2 separate regions of the Danio rerio genome follow, and region 1 is linked to region 2. A link is a contact called in public Micro-C data. All regions are on one chromosome and are shown on one strand. The core of a region is the stretch at or near the end of the contact, and the rest is flanking DNA. Distances in the headings are between cores, read along the strand shown.

Region 1 (5,403 bases), core at 2,750-5,249, 140 kb after region 2:
TTAAACAGACTCTGTGCCTATTCTGCATGATATTGCTTAAGATGATCCTTTCTCCACACAACAGACCACAGCTCTCTGCAACAGAAAATGCTGAAGCATAGAATTGATTTAAATGTCAGATATAGTTCAAACGCTGTTCAAAATCCAAGACTAAACAGTATTGATCCCTTCTGTACAGCTAGTTCACTGGGGTTTCACGCTTTGAAACGCTTCCAGATTTAACGCCATCATGAGCGCTGCGGACAAAAATGAGGAGAAACCGATTTTAAGAAGAAAAAAAAAATGATTTCGCATCTGAAATCCTCCGTCCCACTGATTTGCAGCGATATTGCGCATTAGCGAAGCAGCGGCTCGTGTTATATCATGCATGATGTATCGTCTGCATGCGTGTGTGTCAGAAAAGAGCATATTGGGTTGCCTCCCCACGGACCCCCCTTTTGCAATCAGCTGATCACCCTGAAAAGATGGAGTGGTACAGGGTCAAAGGTCAACTGTGTCACCCCGCCACCCCCAAGCAGTCAGTATGTATTACCATACATTAACCCTCGTTGTTTAGATGCACTCTATTTGTGCATATCTCATTAGGATATGTGTGTGCGTTCACCTTCTTTGCAAATATAGCATGCATTTATCTGTGATATCAGTATATTTGGAGGTAAACATGATGCTGCACACTTTCCTCGTGAAATTTATAGTGAGGTGGTATGAGTGTGTGTCTGTATACATCTTGGTCAGAGAGGGTCTCCCCTCCCCTGCTCAGTCAACCCCCTGTGTGTGTAATCCCTGCCAGCTGTCCCCACAATCTAATCTCTCTACCACGATCAGCTGGGACGTTACACGCACGTGTGTGTGTGTGTGTGTGTGTGTGTGCGCGTATGTATGTGCCCAGGGAGGTGGGGGTGGTGTCAAACGGAGAGCATAAATTGTAGCCCGAGCGTGTGCGCAGCGCAGTGTGTGTGTGTCCGTGTGTGTGAACCGCTCATCCCTTGCATACCTGCTCCTTCCCTCTTCCTCTGGATATGTATACATATATGATGCGTTTATATATGTATATGCGCATTTTTAGCTTTTCGTTTTTTACGCATCATTTTTTTTGTATCGCGCACAGTTGGATTTTCTCACGCTGAAGGGCACGGGGAGAATACTCCTCTGTTGTTTTTTTTTTCTCTGTATTGGTTTTTTTTTTTTTAAACAACTGCGGCATCCCAGCACCTGATTTTCCCTTCCTGCATGCATGAAAACATTCCAACCTGCCTACCTTTCCCCCCTAAATCCCCTCCACCCTATACCCCAAGACCATCATCCCTTGCAACCCTGGAAGAGGAGCCTCAGCTGGGGCAGAGAGCTTCAGCAGGACCCCCTGTTCACCCCTGGATGGAGAATAGCGAGAACTGTTGGAACTAAGAGAACAGGAGGGAAAAACAGGATGTACGCTTGTGTATCTTCTGCACTAGGGAGAAGAGAAAGAATGAAGCTTAGGATAATGTTAGTAGTTTTGCAGAGATAGACGATATTTCTGGGTAATTCTTGTGTGATCTGATGCTTTTTTTTTCCCTGGAATGTTATTATTTTTGTAAATACATGTATGTTTTTTGTATGCATTTATTTGTGGTCAGCTTCCACTCATTTGTGTGTTGTGTTTTTAACTGTACTTGTTTTTACTTGCCGTATAGGTGCTTGTGCGGTGAGAGAGAGAGAGAAATAAAAGACAGAGAGAGAGAGAGAGAGAGAGAGAGAGAGAGAGATGGGGGGGTGAGAGAGGCAGAGAACAGACTGTCATAGGGAAGCGCTAGCTTTACATTGCGATGCTGGCAGCCGTCTCATCATGGCGGTGGACGTGCTGAATGGACGAGCAAGAGAGCAGTGCATAGCTTTGCATCTTCGCACATCCCTCACGCTCAGCTTTGCTGGTCCTCTTTGTTTGGCCGGTAGAGGGAAAAGGTCTGCTGGAATGAAACAGAAGGCAGGTGCTTCTTGCAGAATGGGTACAACAAAAGGTAGATCCCTCTTTATCTCTCTCGCTGTCTTCTCTCTCTCTCTCTCTCTCTGTCAGGTTATGCATTCGTGATATAAATAGAAAGGTCCTTCTGGATGTTTTTGTGTGTAAAATATGATCATAAGAAACACTGTGTTGCGTTGTCATGTATGTTTTGTTCTCACCACACATCTAGGCCGACGGAAAGGAGGATTTAAAACCGCACAAGCAGGGAGAATCCTCAGAAAGATGTGTAATTGTGCGTGTGTGTGTGTGTGTGTGCGATTAGGACTTCTGGTTTGGACTGCACTAACACCAGCAAAGCCCACATCAGATGCAGGAGGAGGAGGACAGGTGAGAAGAAAGGGATTTTAGATGAGTACAGAAACGTGGTATTGTACTGAAGGACAAGAACAGGATGTGCAGACTGCATAGGGACCAAATACAGACAAGCTGGACGACCGAACCGTTAGCCGTGATGAAGAGGAACGAAGAGAGTTCTTTAGGAAAAGACAAGTCGGATGACATTCGGAAACTTGGGTTTTTGCTCTTTGTGTTCACAGTGGACCTTGATTTAATTTCAATACAATTAAGGCACGCGGTGAATGCCAAGAGAGAAGCCAACAGCAGCACTCACCTGAGCGCCCGGTCGACAGGACAAAGTCATCTATAGTACAGTCACTGCAACTGTGCTTTCATATTAGTGCACAATAAAATAACACCCTGCACCATCCCACTGCCATTCCCTATCTGATACCCAGCAATGTCATGGAAGCAGATAATCCCCTTATGCATGGCGAACACTTAAGCAGACCATCGAATATTCATTACACTGAAATAAACACAGGGCCTAATACGCATACTCTAACCATTTACAAAAGGCACGGCAGTATCTCTCCCAAACCAGGAGATTATATTTGGTGACAATGCTCGGCAAAAATGCTCGGAGGCAAAAACTGCAAAGGTTGCGTTATGACCTACATTTCACAACACAAACCATCAATACATGCGCTGAAGTTTGATATGCAAATGCTATGTAGTAAGTATGGGATTAAAAGATTTGAATATAACACACTAATACCAAAATATTTCATCATTTTACAATTTCTGACAGCATTGTGATGCAGTAATTTTAGAGTAAAGCTCAGGAGTCTTTTGGAACAAACCCTTTTAATTTAGCTAGGTATCAATAGGGTTTGTAGCAACCTTTTAATTGACATTTTAAACAGCACAAACACCACAGCATAAGAGCATAAGGCCCACCGTCATGCTCCTGACATTCAAATCATGTCCCCTTCACACTAGCAGTAATAAATCAGCTATCTGCTCTGGGCACGTGGCGCAGATGTTTAGAGGGGTCAAAGTTTACCTATTATTTATGACTAATGATGAATTTTACTCACAAAAGAAAGGCAAACACGGTCTGGGATGAGGCTCTGCCCCTCAGGCTAGATTTCTGTCGACGGAACACACAACTGTGAAGACAATAAAAGCAAATATTAATCACTTTGACAGTCATTCAGACACCACGCGACGACATTGCTGGTGTTGCATTTTACGCTTTAATACATCTGCACACAGTTACGGTTAATTTTTGTTGTTCGCATATAAAGTACAAACCTTTAGGACGTATTTATTTTGTCCACACTTCACATTTGTCTTCTTGACGATTTCAGATATGCTTAAAAAGGAAGCAAATATTCAGCTTTGTAAAACAGCATTGCGAATTTTCGTTTAAATTCAATATAAATATTTAGAAATTGCCGTTATGCACCAAGACGTAGAGAAACGACGCCTTGCTCTTAAATCAACTTGAGGCCATATAGCCTACGTCACAGTACAGGCTTTCACCTAACACCCCTAAGCCTATTAAGACCACAACGGAAACACATTTAACCTAAAAAATATTTTTCTATTAAAGAATAAACCAGCCTAATTATAAAATAAGAAGCAAAGTTTAGATAATAAAGTCGAGAAGCCTTACACGAGTCTCAAATTAAATATGTAGTTTTAGATTATTATTACATTTATTAGGCTATTATATTATTAATATTAACAATTATTATTATTATTATTATAATAAAAATTATTATTATTATTATTATTGCCTAGTCTATTAAAATTCTCTAGACGAGAAAAAAAGTTATCCTTAGCAAATAGACAACATTAAAAAGCAACCCAGAAAAACGAAAAGCAAATTACAATTAATAAATATTTTTTTTAATTAATTTGAATAATTTCGTTGTCGTATAACTAAATGTGATATAAATACAACAGATGCTTATAAACTAATGGACTATTTAAATGTAAGAAGACAGTTATTAAACATGCAAGGCGTTGCATATGTATACAACAAATTACCCTAAATTATTATTTTTACAATTTTAACTAAAAACGTGTTATTTCATCTACTTTTAAATTGTGTTAAATACGCACCACACAATTAAAGGGGCATTTAAATGCCCCCCTTTGATATTTTCGTTCTACCTCCCCATATACACATTCGTTTGAAATAAATCGGTGCCTGGGTGTAGTACAGAAATGATTTTATTATGTAAATTGCATCTTTTGCAGACATGGCCAGGCGTTACTAATGGCAAAAATACACGCGCGCGCTCTTGATAATGCGCTGAACGCACGCGGCTGCTCGACTGTCAACACGCTGATAAACGCAGCGCGCGCTCCTCGCCCCGCACCCCGCGCACAATCCGGACGGCTACGGCAGCAGGATAAAAAAGCGATAATACTGTCTGGGGTACAAGAACAACCTAAATCGGAAATTCACAACATCTATTGCTTTTAAACCCGAGACTGATTGAGTTCAGGCCTGCATCTCTTTGTTATTCAGGTGCGGCCTGTTATCAGTGGCCACACAGATATGATCTGAAAAGCCTGAAAATCGCAGCAGACTTTCCTGAGGCCTGCTCTGTGATAGTGATTGATGCTCAAATGTGCAAGATATACCTAGACATTAGGCTACTAAGCCTATTTTTATTCAATAGTAAAATAGTTTGCACGAGAAATAGGCTATCCATTATGAGGTTATGATTTTCTCCAAAACTCCTGACAGCACCCCATATTAGTCAAAATATCAGTATAAGCTTGTGTTGACAAAATATAAACATTAGCAGGCATGTAGACCAGTTGTTTTGCTGAAGATGAGCAGATTTTTTTTTCAGAGAGGGATGGCAGCAGACACAAGGACAGACCAGACTGCATCTGTCTTAAACACACACCGCATCAACGGTCTTAGACACGTGCCGCCCCCTCCCCACCTTCATGTTGCCTGAGGATCCCAAGAGGTTTTGGGGTCCCTGGGGAGAAAGAGAGAGGCCGGGGTCAGAAAAGGGCCCCTCAGGCAGCATCATATAGACAGACGGAAGGTTGAGCCATGTGCTGCGTCTTATTCCCCCTTCATACCTAAATCA
Region 2 (4,817 bases), core at 2,286-4,785:
TCATCCACATTTGTACCCAAAATATGATAATGCTGGAGTTTTAGATTTAATTACTCTCTCTCTCTCTCTCTCTCTCTCACACACACACACACACACACACACACACACACACACACACACAAATAATAAATTGATTATTAAATTAAGTATTATTAAAACATAAATTTTAGGTTTTGATGCCAAATAAGTGATGCACTGTAAAAAAATCATATGATCAATTAGTCATGACAGCATATGTTTTTAGGTCATTGTAACTTATTAAACTGAGTTATTCAATCAGTTTAACATAATATAAGTTAAATGGACTCATAAAGTTCATTTGATTCAGCTTAAAAATTTAAGGCAACCAGGAGTTTTTTTTTTTTTTTTTACAGTATAGACACATATGTTTAGGATATTCATGACTATGCAAACACTTAATTCATGATTCTTTTAGGGGAATCGTTTTTGATTCAAGCAGAAAAAACTCTAAACACGATAATACTGCTTAATTTTTTGCACTGTAAAAATATGTTGCTGCCTTTAATTTTTTGTTGAATCAAATAAACTTTTCATCTGAAGTTCACACTGACTAAAGCTATTATGTTAAACTTTGTATAACTTAAAAAAATAATTGAAAGCTGATTAACTTATTAAAATAAGTTAAAGCAACATAAAAAATATTTGTTGTCGACTTTTTTACATTACATTTTTTACAGTGCAACGCTGAAAGAAATTATGTAATCTGACAATTTACACCTAACACATTCCCAAAGATTGAGGCATGTTGTCACAAAATGTCAACAGGCGTTCAGCTACCGTTTTCCATGTGGAGTAACGAGTGAAATGTAGGTTAATGGAAAGACTATTATTATGTCTATCAAGAAAAACGTACGGGCTAAATCCACCAGGTGCCATTTACGTACGAGAGCCACAAGACGGCGCCAGTTCATTGTCAGTGGTCCAAACTAGACATGCGTTTGTGATTATTACTTTGAACAGTTGGTGCCGCTACATGACTTTTTATTTTTTAAAAGAAACCTACGGAACACTTCACATTACTCAACACCCAGATCTTAAGTCTGAAGTGTGCTGACGGTCAGCCCCCTAAAGACCTTTAATACCACTTTTCAAGTCCAGATGAGATAAATACTATAGTGCTTCTCAAAGTTTGACCACTGGTCACTCTAGTTCACAGGACAAAGATCTTTTTGACCAAAGACAGTTGTGCTATTTTTAACATAGTGACTCACATTTAGACATTGTCGTGTAGGCTTGTAAAAGATCATATGCGAACATGAAAAAGTCCACCATGACTCCATCTGAAAAGGTTTTTTTTTGGCAGATGCACTGTACTTTTACTTTTTTTTTTTGCATCTTCACAGGCAATTTAACTGAATTTTCTTCAGATACTTTGAAAGCGACTCTGTTATGTTCCATATCATTCATATCAATACTATATAAACCATGTAAACATCTTCAGGGGGAGATGAATGATGATGATGATGATATATATATATAAAGAATTTTAAATAGGCCTATACACACATAGTATACGCATTTATCAGGCATACAGATATCTGAAGTTTTAAAGCAAACAAAGTGTAAGTTAAGAGAAAAAGAAACAAACCACAAATGTATGACTTTCATATGATTTATTTTCTTGTGAAAAAAAGAGTAAGTACAAAGAAAAAACTCTTAAATGAGTTTATGAAACTCGTTGATCTGACAGTCTGTAGAAATAGACAATCCCCACAAACATATACAATCCACTCTATATTATAGAGTTCATATTCTAATCCAAGTCTTTATCCCCACTGCCTTTCCCACCCTATAATACAAAAACTCCCCTCAAGCACAATATATACACACATCATCCCGTGATCGAGAAGCTCGCTGAGACCAAACTGCAGCCATGCTGACTGTGAAAATGTTTTCAAGAAAATAAAAAAAAAATATTACAAAAGGGGTGGAGGGGGGCTGCTCTCCAAGAATGGCTGGGAAGGAAGGGTGTGTGAAGAGATATTAGTTAGTCCAAATAGTCAGGAATGTAGCCAGTACAAAATACACAATGCTTGATTGTTGCCACAAAAACAGGAATGATTAAGGAAAAAAAAAATCAGAGGGCTTTTCTTTTTGTGATCTTAAAAACTCCTCGGCTTTGGTTTGTTCAAGTGTCCAGTGACCAAAGAATAGACAGCTCGAGAGGGGCGCAGATTGCTTTCCCACACTCTGAATAGAGCCTCACTCCTTCACCCGGCTCACCCCTTCACTCTCTTTTCTTCCATAAGTGGAGGAGAAAAGTTTCTGTCCCGCACCTGCAGCATAGATGAGAGGGAGAAAAGTTAACTCAGAGCTCACACACACACACACACACACACACACACACAAACACACACTGTGTGGACAGCAGACAGTCTGGCGCCAAATGGAAAACTTTCATTTGCTAGAGCTGATAGGGGAATCTAAGCTTGTTTGCTGATTGGCACGATGACCAAAAAATAAATTAGGACGCTGGACAGACTTTGAGATAACTCTCTGACATAATATGTAATCTTATCCTTTATAACATTTACCAAAAACTTGAGATTTAGCCAGAGACTTATTAGATTCAACTCTTTAAAAGGACAGCTCCATTTAAAACCAAACTGGATTTTCCGGTCTAATGCATTTCAGGGTCTCAGTTCTTAGGAACTTAGTAACCTTGTAGTTTGGAAAGCCATTTATGAATTCTGATTTCAAGAAATGTTGGTCTGAAGAACTTAGGAAAACACCAAGACCTCCAAAGATCTTTTAAAAAGTCCTAGCTTGTATAATCTGTTTTTTTTTAATCTTCTCTATTTAATGAGTGTTTTTGGTTAAACTTCTGAAGAAGTAAATATATTCTGAACTCATTTTTATAAATTATTGGTTTAATTTCGAAAGCTGAATTGAAAAGGAAACGTACCATTGACTGATATCATTCATCCATCCTAATGGCACATAGCTCCATCTTCTTTGGAGAAATTACGGCTCATCTCTGAGTTCTTCGGGAAAAAAAGACATGCAAAGATTTATTTTATTAAAGTTAAATATGAATTGGTTAATATAGCGAAGGCATTATAATTCAGGTATGTAGCACTCACCTTCATTGACAGGAAAATGTCAGGCGTGTTTTGTGTGTCTGCCTCGTTTTCCAGCGCTATCTGTAAGTCGAAGATGTAGTCGATGACATGTTGGAGAATCTCCACTTGGCTCACGGACTTGTTCTGCGGGATGCTGGGCACTAGCTCTTTGAGTTTGGAGTAACAGTCATTCATATTCATGTCGGACAGCTCCTCGGAAGGACTCTTGCAGCGGCTGATCGCGAGGCTCTGCTCCGAGATACAGCACACCGCTTCATAGCAGCTTCTGACAGAGCGAACGGGACTGATCGCCTTCATTCTGGGTCTGGCGTCTGACTTGCTAGTAGAATCCAACTGGTGAGATGTCTGAGAAAATCCTCCGTCTGGACACTGGGATAAACTAGCTGTAAAGCTCTATAGATATCCAATGTTGAACTCCTTTCACGTCGCGTGCTCACTGAACGATGGAAGTTCTACTGAGCAGGCGATCCTTTTTAAACACTGGTCCGTGTAGCTCCGCCCCTTGCAGAAATAAACAAACCCTCATGTGCCACACAGCCAATAGTAGAATGGAAATAAGTGCACAGACCCCGCCCTATGCAAATAGTTAAGTCTTCATTGGAAGCTTTGGCTTGTCAGTCAGAGAGAATGGTGGAATGAGGAAGAGCTGTCAGGATATCAGAGTTATATGTATTTTTTCACTGGTGGATTTGAGTGAAGATTTGAGGTCAGTGAACCAAAAAGGAGCTGGGCAAGCTCGTGGAGTAGATTAAATATAAACTTAGGTTAAAGTTCACATAGTTGTTTTATAGGATCATTTTTGAGTTTATTTTGTTATCAGCTGATTGTGTTATAGGCTATGCATGGTACTAGACTACACTGAAATTAATTTGAGAATTATATTCAAACGCAGTAAGCATAACATTTTATTAAACTTAAACTGTTAGCCAATCACGCCAATTTCCTAGGACTACTTAAAAACGTTGACACTTTTAACATTTATTGAGGAAAAATGGGAGGCAAAAGCTATCATGGCTTAATATCATTCTGTCTCAACTCAGACGTTATGGATAAACTCCATAAATCTGCTACTCCCGTGACCTGCAGACAAACTGGCGTCGGGAATTAATTCCCTTAGGAGACTTCTACACACATACAATGAGATTAAATATCAATACAGGACACAATTTAATACCCACACACAAAAACATTTCAATCTTAATTGCTATCTCACAGTAAAACAAGAGAAATTAAAGTGCAAGTCGCAACATGCGGAGACGAGTTTAATGCACTTTTACAAGTTAGCGAATCTAAAAAGAAGTTGAAAGTAGTAAAGACTGAAAAGTTGATGCCAATCTAGATTCTCAAGCTGAGGGTTAAATATAAATCTTTTTCAATCAAACATCTATAGTATTCTCACGATCAAAATATTAATAACCAACACATGAACCTCTGAAAGAAAGAAACGACTGTGTGCGCGGTTTTGTGCATTCTAAAAGCGTTACTCGTTATCTATAAATAGATCATAACTATAGCCTAGCTGTCTCCCATGACTCTTTTTTATATGAAGAGGAAGCTTTGCAAGTTACAATCAAACTATAGCCTGACTCTCTTTCCAGTTTTAACCCAGCGCATTTTTAGTTTACATCAAGATGTGTCCCCTCTTTTCTCACAGTGCTGTTTTTGTAAAGGAATGCGCTGGCGGGCCAGCTGTGTGTCCTGTCCCGCTCCAGC

Evidence for each region. A called contact is a pair of places that touch in the nucleus more often than the background predicts.
Region 1: a Micro-C map of caudal fin shows a contact between it and region 2, with 5 times the contacts expected there. The contact joins the promoter of msrab here to the promoter of id3 in region 2. A contact is called at or near these places in 4 of 18 Hi-C or Micro-C datasets (caudal fin, embryo and hematopoietic stem cells) and 3 of 4 datasets of contacts at active chromatin or transcription factors (caudal fin, embryo and gastrula embryo).

The regions. Positions count from the first base shown.
Region 1 is chr17:28,892,737-28,898,139 of GRCz12tu, forward strand. It overlaps msrab (methionine sulfoxide reductase Ab), which reads right to left and starts at 4,000. Exons shown (of 7, transcript XM_073928603.1): 1 at 3,596-4,000; 2 at 3,379-3,450. It overlaps dre-mir-124-4 (microRNA 124-4), which reads left to right and starts at 2,515; the gene lies at 2,515-2,597.
Region 2 is chr17:28,756,461-28,761,277 of GRCz12tu, forward strand. It overlaps id3 (inhibitor of DNA binding 3), which reads right to left and starts at 3,536. Exons shown (of 3, transcript NM_152967.1): 1 at 3,105-3,536; 2 at 2,927-3,005; 3 at 1,620-2,297. The coding sequence starts at 3,401. The coding sequence ends at 2,952.